Regions from separate parts of the Mus musculus genome. Here region 1 is linked to region 2. A link is a contact called in public HiChIP or PLAC-seq data. All regions are on one chromosome and are shown on one strand. Each heading gives the region's core, a stretch centred on a gene start, on an enhancer-like site or on the middle of the called end of the contact. The rest is flanking DNA. Distances are from core to core; before and after follow the strand shown. Region 1 holds the start of Cyp26a1 (cytochrome P450, family 26, subfamily a, polypeptide 1). Region 2 holds the start of A330032B11Rik (RIKEN cDNA A330032B11 gene).

Evidence for each region. HiChIP or PLAC-seq counts read pairs in DNA pulled down with a chosen protein or histone mark.
Region 1: an HNF4G HiChIP or PLAC-seq map of pancreatic cancer cells shows a contact between it and region 2. The contact joins the promoter of Cyp26a1 here to the promoter of A330032B11Rik in region 2.

Annotation. Positions count from the first base shown.
Region 1 is chr19:37,694,215-37,700,020 of GRCm38.p6, reverse strand. Cyp26a1 (cytochrome P450, family 26, subfamily a, polypeptide 1) reads right to left here and starts at 2,213. Exons shown (of 7, transcript NM_007811.2): 1 at 1,923-2,213; 2 at 1,506-1,730; 3 at 950-1,240; 4 at 712-870; 5 at 1-125. The coding sequence starts at 2,111. Gm32342 (a long non-coding RNA gene) reads left to right here and starts at 2,475. Exons shown (of 3, transcript XR_003952929.1): 1 at 2,475-2,861; 2 at 3,158-3,293.
Region 2 is chr19:37,169,767-37,175,469 of GRCm38.p6, reverse strand. A330032B11Rik (RIKEN cDNA A330032B11 gene) reads right to left here and starts at 1,627. Exons shown (of 3, transcript NR_045329.1): 1 at 1,437-1,627. It overlaps Cpeb3 (cytoplasmic polyadenylation element binding protein 3), which reads left to right. Exons shown (of 11, transcript NM_001290827.1): 2 at 485-1,503. The coding sequence starts at 496.

The sequences.
Region 1 (5,806 bases), core at 964-3,463, 520 kb before region 2:
ATCTCTTCTCGAACTTTCTGGAGGACATGTGGGTAGAGTCCTAGGTAAGTGATCAGTGACGTCGCAGCACTGGCTGTAGTTTCATGACCACCAAAGAGGAGCTCTGTTGACGATTGTTTTAGTGCCTAAGGATAAAAACGGAAGTTTATACAGATCTGAGTGCAGTTTATAGCACTGTTACAAAGACCTGACCTGAGAATATTGCACGGAAGACTTCAAGGGTAAAATCCGTTTTGTTCATAGAAAGTCAAAGACCACAAACAAAAACGCAAAACTCCCTTAATCCTGCTCTTCCGCTTTAACCTTTGTAGATGAGCCTTGCCCTTTGAACTTTGGGATCTTCCCCATTGCTCAGCCACCCCCTTCCACAGCTCTCTAGACCAATGCCACCCTTTAATACGGTTCCTCGTGTTGTGGTGACCCCCAACGATAAAATTATCTTTGTTGCTACTTCATAACGGTAATTTTGCTACTGTTATGTTTCTTGATGTAAATATCGGATATGCAGATGCTCTTAGGCGACCCTTCTGAAAGGGTTGTTTGGCTCCGTGAAGGGGTCACGACCCACAGGTTGAAAAGCTCTAGACCTAGCATCGCCGCCCACTTGGAAGTAGCTGGGGCCTTGACAGGGCTTTGGAGACCCCCAGAAAGTGTGTCTGGAAAGTCAGAGGCACTCCCCGGCCCTTGGCACCTTTTGAAATTGCTTCTCACCTGCATATCCAGCCTCTCTCCCCTCTCCCACGAGTGCTCAATCAGGAGCTGCAGCGCGTCCTTGCAACCCCCATCCGGCTCTGTAGCCTGAAGCCGGCGGATCTTGGCGCGAATGTTCTCCTCGATGCGCGCGTGTATAAGGTTCCGCGCCTTCACGCCCTGAGCGCGGAGAGAGCGTGGCGGTGAGCGGATGCCCGAGCTTGCGTTCCCCTACTCCGACTCCGCAAACCGCCCTTACCCGGTACAGGCCGCTAAAGGGCACGTCAATGGGAAGAGAGAAGAGATTGCGGGTCATCTCCTCGAAAGCCTCCACGAGCTGCTGCTCGTCCTCCCCGCCGCCCGCTGGACCCGGCTCGCAGCCCAGCAGGATGCGCATGGCGATGCGGAACATGAGGCGCTTCACCTCGGGGTAGACCAGGAGGCCGCGCTCGCCGCAGCTTAGCCACTGCTCCAGACAACTGCTGACTTCCTCAGCGATCACGGGCACGTAGCACTGGAGTGCCTCGCGGCTGAAGGCCTGCATAATCACCTGAGCACCCCCCAGGAGCAGAGAGTGTTACAATCCTCTACTTTCCCTCAGCCCCCCCCCCTTCGCCTTTCCGAGTACCCTTTCAAGAATTTCAGTCCCCCCAGGACTAACCCACGTGCTAGCAGAAAAGCTAAAGTGGATCTCAGATAGAGAGGGTCCTGGTCCCCACCACATAGGACTAGCCCTCGCCCCGCATCTATTTGCCTGAACCAAGCCATAGGATGAGGTCTCCCTGCCAGCCAAGGAGTTGCCAGCTCACCCTCACCTTCTTTCGCTGCTTGTGCGAGGAATCGTGCAGGTTGGAGAGGCAGCCAGCGCCCAGGATGGTGCGCACCGACGCGGGCCAGTGCACCGACACCAACCGGTGCTCTCCCAGCAAGATGCGCCGCACATTATCCGCGCCCATCACCCGCACCGTGGGCCGCCCAAACAGATGCGTCTTGTAGATGAAGCCGTATTTCCTGCGCTTCATCTGCAGAAACTTCCTCCGCTGAGAGGGAGGTGGAGGAGAGAGACCCGCAACCCGCATGAGGGGGCGCCGGGGAGCATCTGGTCTCCGTCTAGCCCCTCTTCCAAGCCGTGGTCGCCTCCCTCGCGAGGACACTTATCCCACCTTCAGCCCAGGCCCAGAGCTGAGGCGGACTCCGGGGGAAGCGTCAGGTCCCTTCCCGAGCTCCCTTACCTGAAGCACCATCTGCAATGTTTCCCCAAAGAATGGGAAGCCCATGGTACCGGGGGGCAAGGGGAGGGCGCAGCTGCGATCGCGGCTGCTCACACAGTACAGGTCCCAGAGCTTGAGCGCCGCCAGGAAGAGCAGCAGCGGCAGCACGAAGGTGCAGAGCGCACTGGCCAGCAGCGCCGGGAGCCCCATGGCACGCTTCAGCCTCCCGCGCCACCTGCCGCCGCCGCCCTAGCTCCGAACCCCGCCGCGCGCCCTCTTTATAAGGCCGCCCAGGTTACTGCCCACGTTACCTTGGTCAGACAAATTAGTTCACCCAAAGTTCATCTTTAATTGCGGATCGGGCCCCTGGCTCCTCCCCCCTCGAGGCGCTGCCCAAAAAAATCTTTAACCGTTTGTTCCGCGCCGAGGCAGAGGCGGCGCACTGGCGGCTTCCCTCTGAGCGCGCCTCCTGGGGGTGCGGGACTAGGAACACCTCTTTCCTTGTCCTAGGTGTGCAGAGCTCCGAGTTACCACGGTGCGGCTTCGGGCGGGGGAGGGGGCGGGGGGAGTGGGTTGTGGATCGGGGTTCCAAGAAGTGGGAATTTGGAGTCCTGGGTTTCCTAGCTGTCTCTCTGCTGTCCCTCGAGCCGGGTCGAACCAGCTGCCCGAGCCCGAAGCCTTCCCAGCTCACCATTCACAGGCGCCTCGTGGGCTCTTTTCCATTGGCTTGGAAAGCGCGTTCAAGAATCATCGTTCAATGGACTTGACCCACCGGTTGAGTAAATGAGATTCCAAACGCTTCCTGATCTGGGAGGATCCCAAGAAGATCCCAGGGCGAGGGTCCTAGCCGGTCTCGGAGGTCAAGTATGACTGGCGGATCGTGGACGCTAGCTTTCCAGGGCCCCACAGGCGAGCCAGCGCATGAAGACTTGGAAAATCCTGCTTTCGAGTTCAAAGCAAGTAAGCCTCCAGGTCTCTGGGACCCCCAGGTGCAGCCTTGCACATGCCTGACTCCCTTCTCTAAGCCCTGGTGGGGTACTAAGGAGACCAGAGGCTCCAAAGTCAACCTCCACTGTAGTAATACCGCCAAGCCGGCCCAATTCCTATAGCCCTGGGGCTTGCAACCTCAGCCAAGCGGCCGGGAAGAGGGCCCCCAGTCCAGGCAGATATGGGGAGGAATACAGGGAGGAAACCCCCCTTTCCACCTTGGCTCGCCTGTATCTTGGGTGAGTCACCAGGCTGTCTGTTTCTCTTAGGACAAAGTTGATCGTTTCCACTTCGTCTACACCACAAGGCAGCTGTGAGTTCGCTAATAGAGTGGTCTGGTTTCAGGGTTCTAGAACCTTCCCTCTACTCTCCCAGATCCCATCCACTGTAAAGCCACGGAGCCTGGTAAGAGGGTTGTTTGGACCTATGCTTCTGGCACAGGCCATTGGGAACGTTATGGGAATCCACTGGGGGTTGACTGTGAAACTTCAATCGTCAGCTCCTTCAGTCAATAACTAACGGGCACAGGGGAACTGCGTGGTGCGTGTGCGCGCGCGCGCGCGCGCGCACACACACACACACACACACACACACAAGGCTTCTCATGTCCTCCCGCCACAAAGCTTTGGCCAGTCAGCACCACACATTGCCTTGATTTGGGCACTGAATGCACCAGTGGCGCGGAAAACTAACAGAATGACGTGTGTTTGTTTAGAACTGAACATGGGCTCTAGCGAAAACACACCCGCAGCCCTTGGGAAGAGTCCATTGGGGATGAAAAACTTGCTTTTTGAAAGCTGTTCAATATGTGGTCTCCTGCGGTGGTTCCTAAACGTCTCCCTGGAGTTGGGGGTGTCATAAAATGACCTCAAAGGTCCTGCGGGCAGCACAAACTTAGCAACTCTCTAAGCCGGGATGCCCATGGGTTGTATTTCGGGGACTCAGTGGTTCCCTATAACTATCTCTAACCAGCTTTTCAGAGGCTCTGGGGAGGCGGGCGCTGCCACTGTCATATCTTGTAATGATTTGGTTACTGTAAAGAATGAGAACCGATTTCTGGCACCGGCAGGAACGCAAACGAATTGTGCTGGGGGTAATTCTCAGAAACTTCGGTCCGCCCCTTTCTGGAGAGCGCCTCCGGCCCGGTGTGCAAACCCGGCCAGGCCAGCGGGGGCGTGACCTGGGGCCCATTCCCAATCCTTTAGCCTGACCCGCCTGTGACCCCTGCAGGCCGGACCGTGACATCTCAGTGAACTCTGCCGGGCCACCCCACCAAGTTCAGCCTGCTCCTGTTTACAACATGAGCCCGGCTAGCTAGCACTCTGGAAATGGCCACAAGGAAAAAAAAACAATACTTAAAAAATAAATACGAAATCTAACTGGCTATCAAGATCCGCGGGCCGCCTGGTAGAAAAACATTAAATGTTAGAGTGTAAGATCATTTTAAATCTCCAAGGGCAAGGGCGAGGGAGGTCCATAAACTACCAGCCCAATAAGAACTTGATCTAGGAACTTCACCAAAGTTTATTGGGTGGTGGTCGGTGGGGAAGGAAGGTTGGCTCGTTGGGAACCAAATCGTTGGCCGGTTTTCCTATTACTAAGGGACCAGAGCTGTGGGGGTCGGGTTTCTCGTGCTGGTTGTCTCTGCTGTTTTGTTTTTGCTAGTGGACATGGATCGCAGCAAACAGGTGGCCCGCGTGAGCTCCTGGGCTTTCTTTCTCTTCAGCCCTCTAGCTTTCTCTCTGGTCTCTGTGTTCCATACCTGCTGCTGTTCCCAGCCAGGGAACCCAGGCCAACATGCCTGATCCCTGCCAATGTCACCTCAGACCGGTTCCCTTGCCCAACCGTTGGAATTCAGGTCGGAGGCGCGCTGCGTGGAAAGGTTTTTGTTGCTTTTTCATCTCTCTGTGCTTTTCTCCACTGGGCGGTTTTCGTATGTTTGCTTGGTTGGTTGGTTTTTGGCTTTGTGTTGCTGGTTTATTCACTGTCTGCCTCTTCGTGTGAGCGGCAGAAGTCCAAGGAGCAAGAACTACATCTGCTCTTTCCCTACAAACTTGGGAGTTACTAAACCAGGAGCCTACATACCAATTCCTTGATATCCATGGCATTGATATTAGCAGCTATGGAAAATGAGAGGAAAATCAGAGCCACTTCCACGTGCTTATAGGTGGTCCAGACCCCAAAGCAAGCAAACAAGTCTCTTTGAACCAGTTTGCCCTGGCTTCTGAAAGGTACCACCCTAATTCCCCACCCTCCCACCCCAAATCAGAATCAACCTGAAAGTGGGGCATTCAGGTCCAGGCTTCTGGGATGCTCAAGGTTGTAGGCCTGCACCATGATACCTTTGCTCCCTCTGGTGCCTGCAGAGCTCAAGCTGGCCTCTACTCTGACCAGCTGCGGCTTACTAGCTGTCCTGTATAGGGGTTATAGTGGTGTTAACCCCAACAGCTGCTATGCTCCCCTTGCCTTCAAGCCCCAGGCTCCACTTTATAAGTGGATTCAAGTATAAGGTCAGGAGGCCACCAGTTTCCTCCTACAAGGTCAGCCTAGGCTAGTGACAGCTTCCCTGGCTCACCGGTTATGTCCTCTTGCCTAGCAGCATGGGAATGTGAATGACAGGTTGAAGTGGGCTTTGGGGAATGAAGGCAGATGATAGTGGCTTTGATGTAAGCAGTGGTGGGACCCTTTGGGTTGGAAAGGCCAGACAGTCCTTTAGACTAGGGATAGCTATGGAAAGCAAAAGGGCTGAGTTCCACAGGTGACATGGGCTCAAAGGTGGGGCAGGGGGATTGAGTGATGGAAGAGGGTGCAGGTCAGCAGGGGCTCATTGGTCTAGCCTCACTTAACGGTGAGGGGAGTGAAGCAGTAAGCAGAAGAGCTCTGCAATCAGACAGTGCAGAGATGCTCCAAAACCCACA
Region 2 (5,703 bases), core at 378-2,877:
CTGGGGAAGGGGGAAAGAGGGTCGTGTACCAAGTCTTTTTAACCTTGCTGAAGGACGCAGCACTATTTATTGACGTATGCAAATAACTGGGGGAGGGTGGTGCTTGGGAAAAAACAGGAACCAGAATCAGTTTCTCATTGCAGGGTGAACGCTCTGAGTTCCGGTGAAGGGAAAAGAGACGTGGCGAAATTGCTGTCTTTCTGTCTTATAAGCACATCTCTCACTAACACAGAAAAGGGGCCGAGACGTCAGAAAGGGTGAAGACGCTCTCACAGTATTTTTAGAGACCTTGCTCGATCCCTCCAGCTCCCCCCACCCCCCTCCCAGCCCGACTTGTTCTTCTAAATGCGAGATTATGGATTTGCATTGCAATTGGCTAGTGGCGGTGGCACTGGATTTTCGCAAGTAAAACACCCGCCCGCTTCAGTGAGGGGCATTCATGATCACACTGACAATAACGCATCTCTCTTTCTTCCCGTTTCAGCTGCGCAAACCATGCAGGATGATTTACTGATGGACAAAAGCAAAACCCAGCCCCAGTCTCAGCAGCAGCAGCGGCAGCAGCAGCAGCAGCAGCAACAGCTCCAGCCCGAGCCCGGCGCAGCTGAAGCCCCGTCCACGCCCCTCTCCTCAGAGATCCCCAAGCCCGAAGACAGTAGCGCAGTGCCGGCCCTCAGCCCCGCCTCGGCTCCGCCAGCCCCCAACGGCCCCGACAAGATGCAGATGGAGTCGCCGCTCCTGCCGGGCTTGAGTTTCCATCAGCCCCCTCAGCAGCCGCCGCCGCCGCAGGAGCCCACGGCGCCCGGAGCGTCGCTGTCGCCGTCCTTCGGCAGCACCTGGTCCACAGGCACTACAAACGCGGTGGAGGACAGCTTCTTCCAGGGGATCACCCCAGTCAACGGGACCATGCTCTTCCAAAACTTCCCGCACCACGTCAACCCGGTCTTCGGAGGCACCTTCTCGCCGCAGATCGGCCTGGCGCAGACCCAGCACCATCAGCAGCCTCCACCGCCCGCGCCGCAGCCGCCGCAGCCCGCGCAGCCCCCGCAGGCGCAGCCCTCGCAGCAACGCCGCTCGCCCGCCAGCCCCAGCCAGGCGCCCTATGCGCAGAGGAGCGCCGCTGCCTACGGCCACCAGCCCATCATGACCAGCAAGCCGTCCTCATCCTCGGCGGTCGCGGCTGCTGCGGCCGCGGCCGCTGCCTCTTCGGCCTCGTCCAGCTGGAACACGCACCAGAGCGTGAACGCCGCCTGGAGTGCTCCGTCCAACCCGTGGGGTGGCCTGCAGGCGGGCCGAGACCCTCGCCGCGCGGTCGGCGTGGGCGTGGGTGTAGGTGTGGGGGTACCCTCCCCGCTTAACCCCATCTCGCCGCTCAAAAAGCCCTTCTCCAGCAATGTGATCGCTCCACCCAAGTTCCCTCGTGCAGCCCCGCTCACCTCCAAGTCCTGGATGGAGGATAACGCTTTCCGGACCGATAATGGTAACAATCTGTTGCCTTTTCAGGTAAAGTCCCTGTGCTCTTGCACACTCCTTCTTCTCGCATGTTTCTCCCCTCTTCCTAGTTATTTTAATTGGTCCACTCGCTGTTATTTAGAAGGCACAGCAAATTCCAGCACCCTCCAAATCCTCTGGTTCACCGGGTCCATTCCATCCAATCTGGGTGGGGGTGGGGGCGAAGTTGAGTGGACATTGTGACTGCTTGAGGGTAGGAAAGGGCTTTTTTCCCCCAGTTCATTTCCTCCTTCACTGTGCTTGTGCTTTTTATTTTGGCCTTCTTTGACAAATTAAGCCGCAAGTGTATAGTCAGGTGCGGGAGTAGTCCCAGGAGGAGTAGGCTGAGATTCCTATCATTTTAAGTAGCTACACATTTTCAGGTTACGCAATACTAGGCTCAAGGTGCGGACCAAAAGCCATTCACGCCCAAATCACCCTGGTTTGTTAACAGCCTTTGAGTGGTGCTATTTCAAATAGTTGCCTATGCCCAACTAAACTAATGTGAACCCATGTGTTTATGTCTAAGGTGCTGGAATCATTAATAATCAGCATATTGCCCTGGCAGGAAAATTACGAGTGTGAGAATCCAATGAATACCCGGAACTATAAGGGATCGAAGTGGAAAGAGTGGAAATTTTAGGGAGAACTAGTCCCATGTTACTTAAAAGAAGGTTTAAAAAAAATTTTTCCCCCAGAGGAGAGAGACAATAGGACACGACCTTCAGAGCCATATTGCAATGGAGTCTATTTGCTAACTAGCACTGAAATATTTAAAGCTGCAGTGTCCTTCACCAGTTGGGTTATTTAAGACAATGCAGATCAATTACACCATTTGAAACTGGGCAAAGTGAAAGTCTTGCAACTTTAATGAAAAATGAGTCTTGTCCCTCGGTATTAAATGCCAATGAAAAATCCAGGAAGTGCCCCGGACGAAAAGATTGAATGGACAAAGTGTCCTTGTTTCTGTTGCTTTTTCATGTGGTCTGTAGCCACAGCAGTAGACAGGATCCTGGGCCTTTGGATCAGAAAGGGGAACTGAGTGTGTGTGTTCATTGGGAACCTTTGCTGTCTAATAGGCACTTACCCTGGGCCTGTGAAGTGATTTGGCCATAAGCTTCCCTACAAGAGAAAGGCTGGGTGTGGTGGTTACAGCTTGTAGTTCACCACCAAGGCTGGACGATGAGATTGGGACTTCCAGCTCGGTCTGTGTTTCTTACAAGATCTTGTCTCAAAAAGGAAAGAAAAGGAATCCTTCGGCCCCCGCTGACAGACGCTAGCCTGGCAGTTTGACAGAGGTTGAAGGCTCTCAACCTGGCACAGATGGAGCCGTCAGTTTGCTGGTTTTTACCTTTCCGATGTTTGGGGGGTGGGTTGTATCATTTCGAAGGAAATGGGATTATTGAAAGGATGTCTCTGGGCTAGAGCCAGAATTTTTGTTTTGAACAGTTGAAGGAGACCCATGAAAGCTCTAAATTGTGTTTAGGAGAGTTTTGTTGTTTGGGTTTGGGTTTTTCTGGGTGGTGCTCAGGCTGGTACCTAGTTCCTGCTCATGTTGAACACACTCTTAGTCCTAAGTAGAGGCTGCAGTGAGCAAGGCTCTCACATGCTTTCAGAAGGGTCCTCCAGGAACAGGGCATTTGAATAGTAAGGCACAGTTTTAGATGAGCTCCTGCTGATTGCTGAGGATGACCTTCAACTCCCGAGCCTCCTGCCTCCACCTCCTGGGCTGCAGACTCCTGCTACCACTTTCATATCTTGCTTCTTTCCATTCTAAAGTTGATTTTCATGACTGGGATTAGTTCTGTAGGCAGAGGGAGGTGAGCAGGACAGGTTCTGCTGTAGTTGGTACTTGGAAGGAGGGGCTGCTGCCTTGACAGTTTCTCTTTTTATTCTGAGGCTTTCTATCCAAACCCATTCAGAAAAGATAATCCAAATTCCTTTTTAATGTTTAAAGGATTTGTGAATGTGTGTGTCTGTGTCTGTCTGTGTGTGTGTGTGTGTGTGTGTGTGTGTGTGAGAGAGAGAGAGAGAGAGAGAGAGATGGATGCCTGGTGCATGTTTGGTGATCAGAGGAAAACCTTATGGAATCCATTCTCTCCTTCACCTTTATGTGGGCTCTGGCATCAAACTCTGACTTTTTTAAGGCAAGGCTAGTATCATCTACATAGTGAAATCCAGGACAGCTAGGGCTGCACAGAGAAACCCTGTCTGAGAAAGCAAAACAAAACAAAACAAAACAGGAAAGAAAAAGAAAGTCCAGGGGGAGAGGAGGAAGAGAAGGAAGAAGTTGGAAAGAATATAATCCAAAATTTTGGAGAGGGGTCTGAGATATAGCTTTGTTGCTAAAGTGTTTGCCATAAAAACATATGTGGACTTGAATTTTGGTCTGAAGCATCCACATTAAAAAACCCTGAGTTTTCATAGAGGAAGACGATGCCACTGACCTCTGGCCTCTACATATGTTTGAAAATACACCCTCTCCCCTTCCCTCCCTCCCTCCCTCCCTCCCTCCCTCCCTCTTCACCAATCCCTTGTATGGAGCACCAGTAGCATGAGGATTGCTAGTGTTTCTCAACAAATCCTTTGCCAAATCCTTTGCCAATGATGCTTCTAAGGCAAAACATAATTGTACTTTGCACTTTTTTGTTGTTGTGATAGATGGAAATATTATTGAGTGGGCAAAATGATTGAATCATTTGATTAAAAGTAAACATTTTTTGTTTGGCTTCAAGAAAAATTATATGTACTCTGTGTCTCATTTCTATTTCTTATTTAAAACAGTTCTTTAGGGTCTTTTTTTTTTTAGATTTTTAAATTATTATTTATTTGTATTTGTCTGTGAGAGTATGTGCTGTGTATGTGCAGGTACCTGCCTAGGCCAGATGAGGGCATCTGATTCCCTAAAGCTGGAATTATGTTCAGTAACCTTCAGATGTGGGTGTTGGGAATTGAACCTGGATTCTGGAAGAATAGTAAGTGCTCTCACCCACTGCATCTCTCCAGTTAGACCTTTATGGCTTTTAAGTAGCATTGTACTGAGTGGTGCATACCTGTATTCAGTCAAAAGAGGTTGAGGCAGGAGGATACTTTGGCCAACATTGTGAAAAGTCTGGGTTATGTTATTGTTGTTGTGTTGTGTTTTGTTTTGTTTTTGAAACAGGGTCTCTCTGCATAGATATTCCTGGCTGTCCTTGAACTCAGTACATAAAGTAGGCTGCCGTGAAACTCAGAGATCTGCTTGACTCTGCCTCCTGCATCCCAAGTGCTGGGATTAAAGGCATGTGCCATTATATCTGGCAAAAATTTGTTTGTTTGTTTGTTTGTTTGTTTGCTTTTCAAGACAGGTTTTCTCTGTGTAGCCCTGGCTTTCCTAGAAATGTTTTATAGACCAGGCTGTCTTCTAACTGAGAGACCTACCTCCCTCTGCCTCCCAAGTATTGAGATTAAAGGTGTTCCCCCACCTTAGCCTGGCAAAATCCTGTTTCTAAAAACAGTTTTAGATTCAAGGGTAGTAGCTCATCCCTGTAATTTTAGGACCCAGAGGGCTGATACAGGAGGATTACAATGAGTTTGAGGTCATCCTGAGCTATAGAGTAAGATAATGTCTCAATGCAACAAAACAGAAAATATAAGTAGAACCAGAAAAATAAATTGGTTGTGTTTTGGCTTATAAGTTTGCCAACATGGTTTATGTTGATAACTATGCTGACTATGTGTATAGCCTGTATGTCTGTCTGTATACTACCTCCATGCCCTTGGAAGCTAGAAGAGAGCATTGGATCCCCTAGGCCTGGAGTAACAGATGGTTGTGAATGACTGTGCCACTTCTGGGAATTGAACCCAAGTTCTGTGGAAGAGCAGCCAGTGCTCTTAACCACTGAGCCATTTCTCTAGCCCCTAATCAAATATGTTTAAAAAGCAAAGTATCTCAATTCTTAATGGGCAGAATTTCATGTTTGTGCATTTATTTAGATACTTTTTCTAGGGCTGTATGTATTTTGTTTCTTTAGATCGAAAAGGTTTTCTTTGTGTTTTGTTTTATGAAACAGTTTCACTATATAGCCCTGACTGTCCTAGATCCCACCAAAGTTCTCCTGTCTTTCTGCCTTTCAAAACCTGGGGTTAAAGGTATGTCCGACCATGTCTGTCTGGTTTTTGTTTTGCTGTTGTTTGGAGACAGTCTCACCATCAGCCAAGGTGGACCTGGAG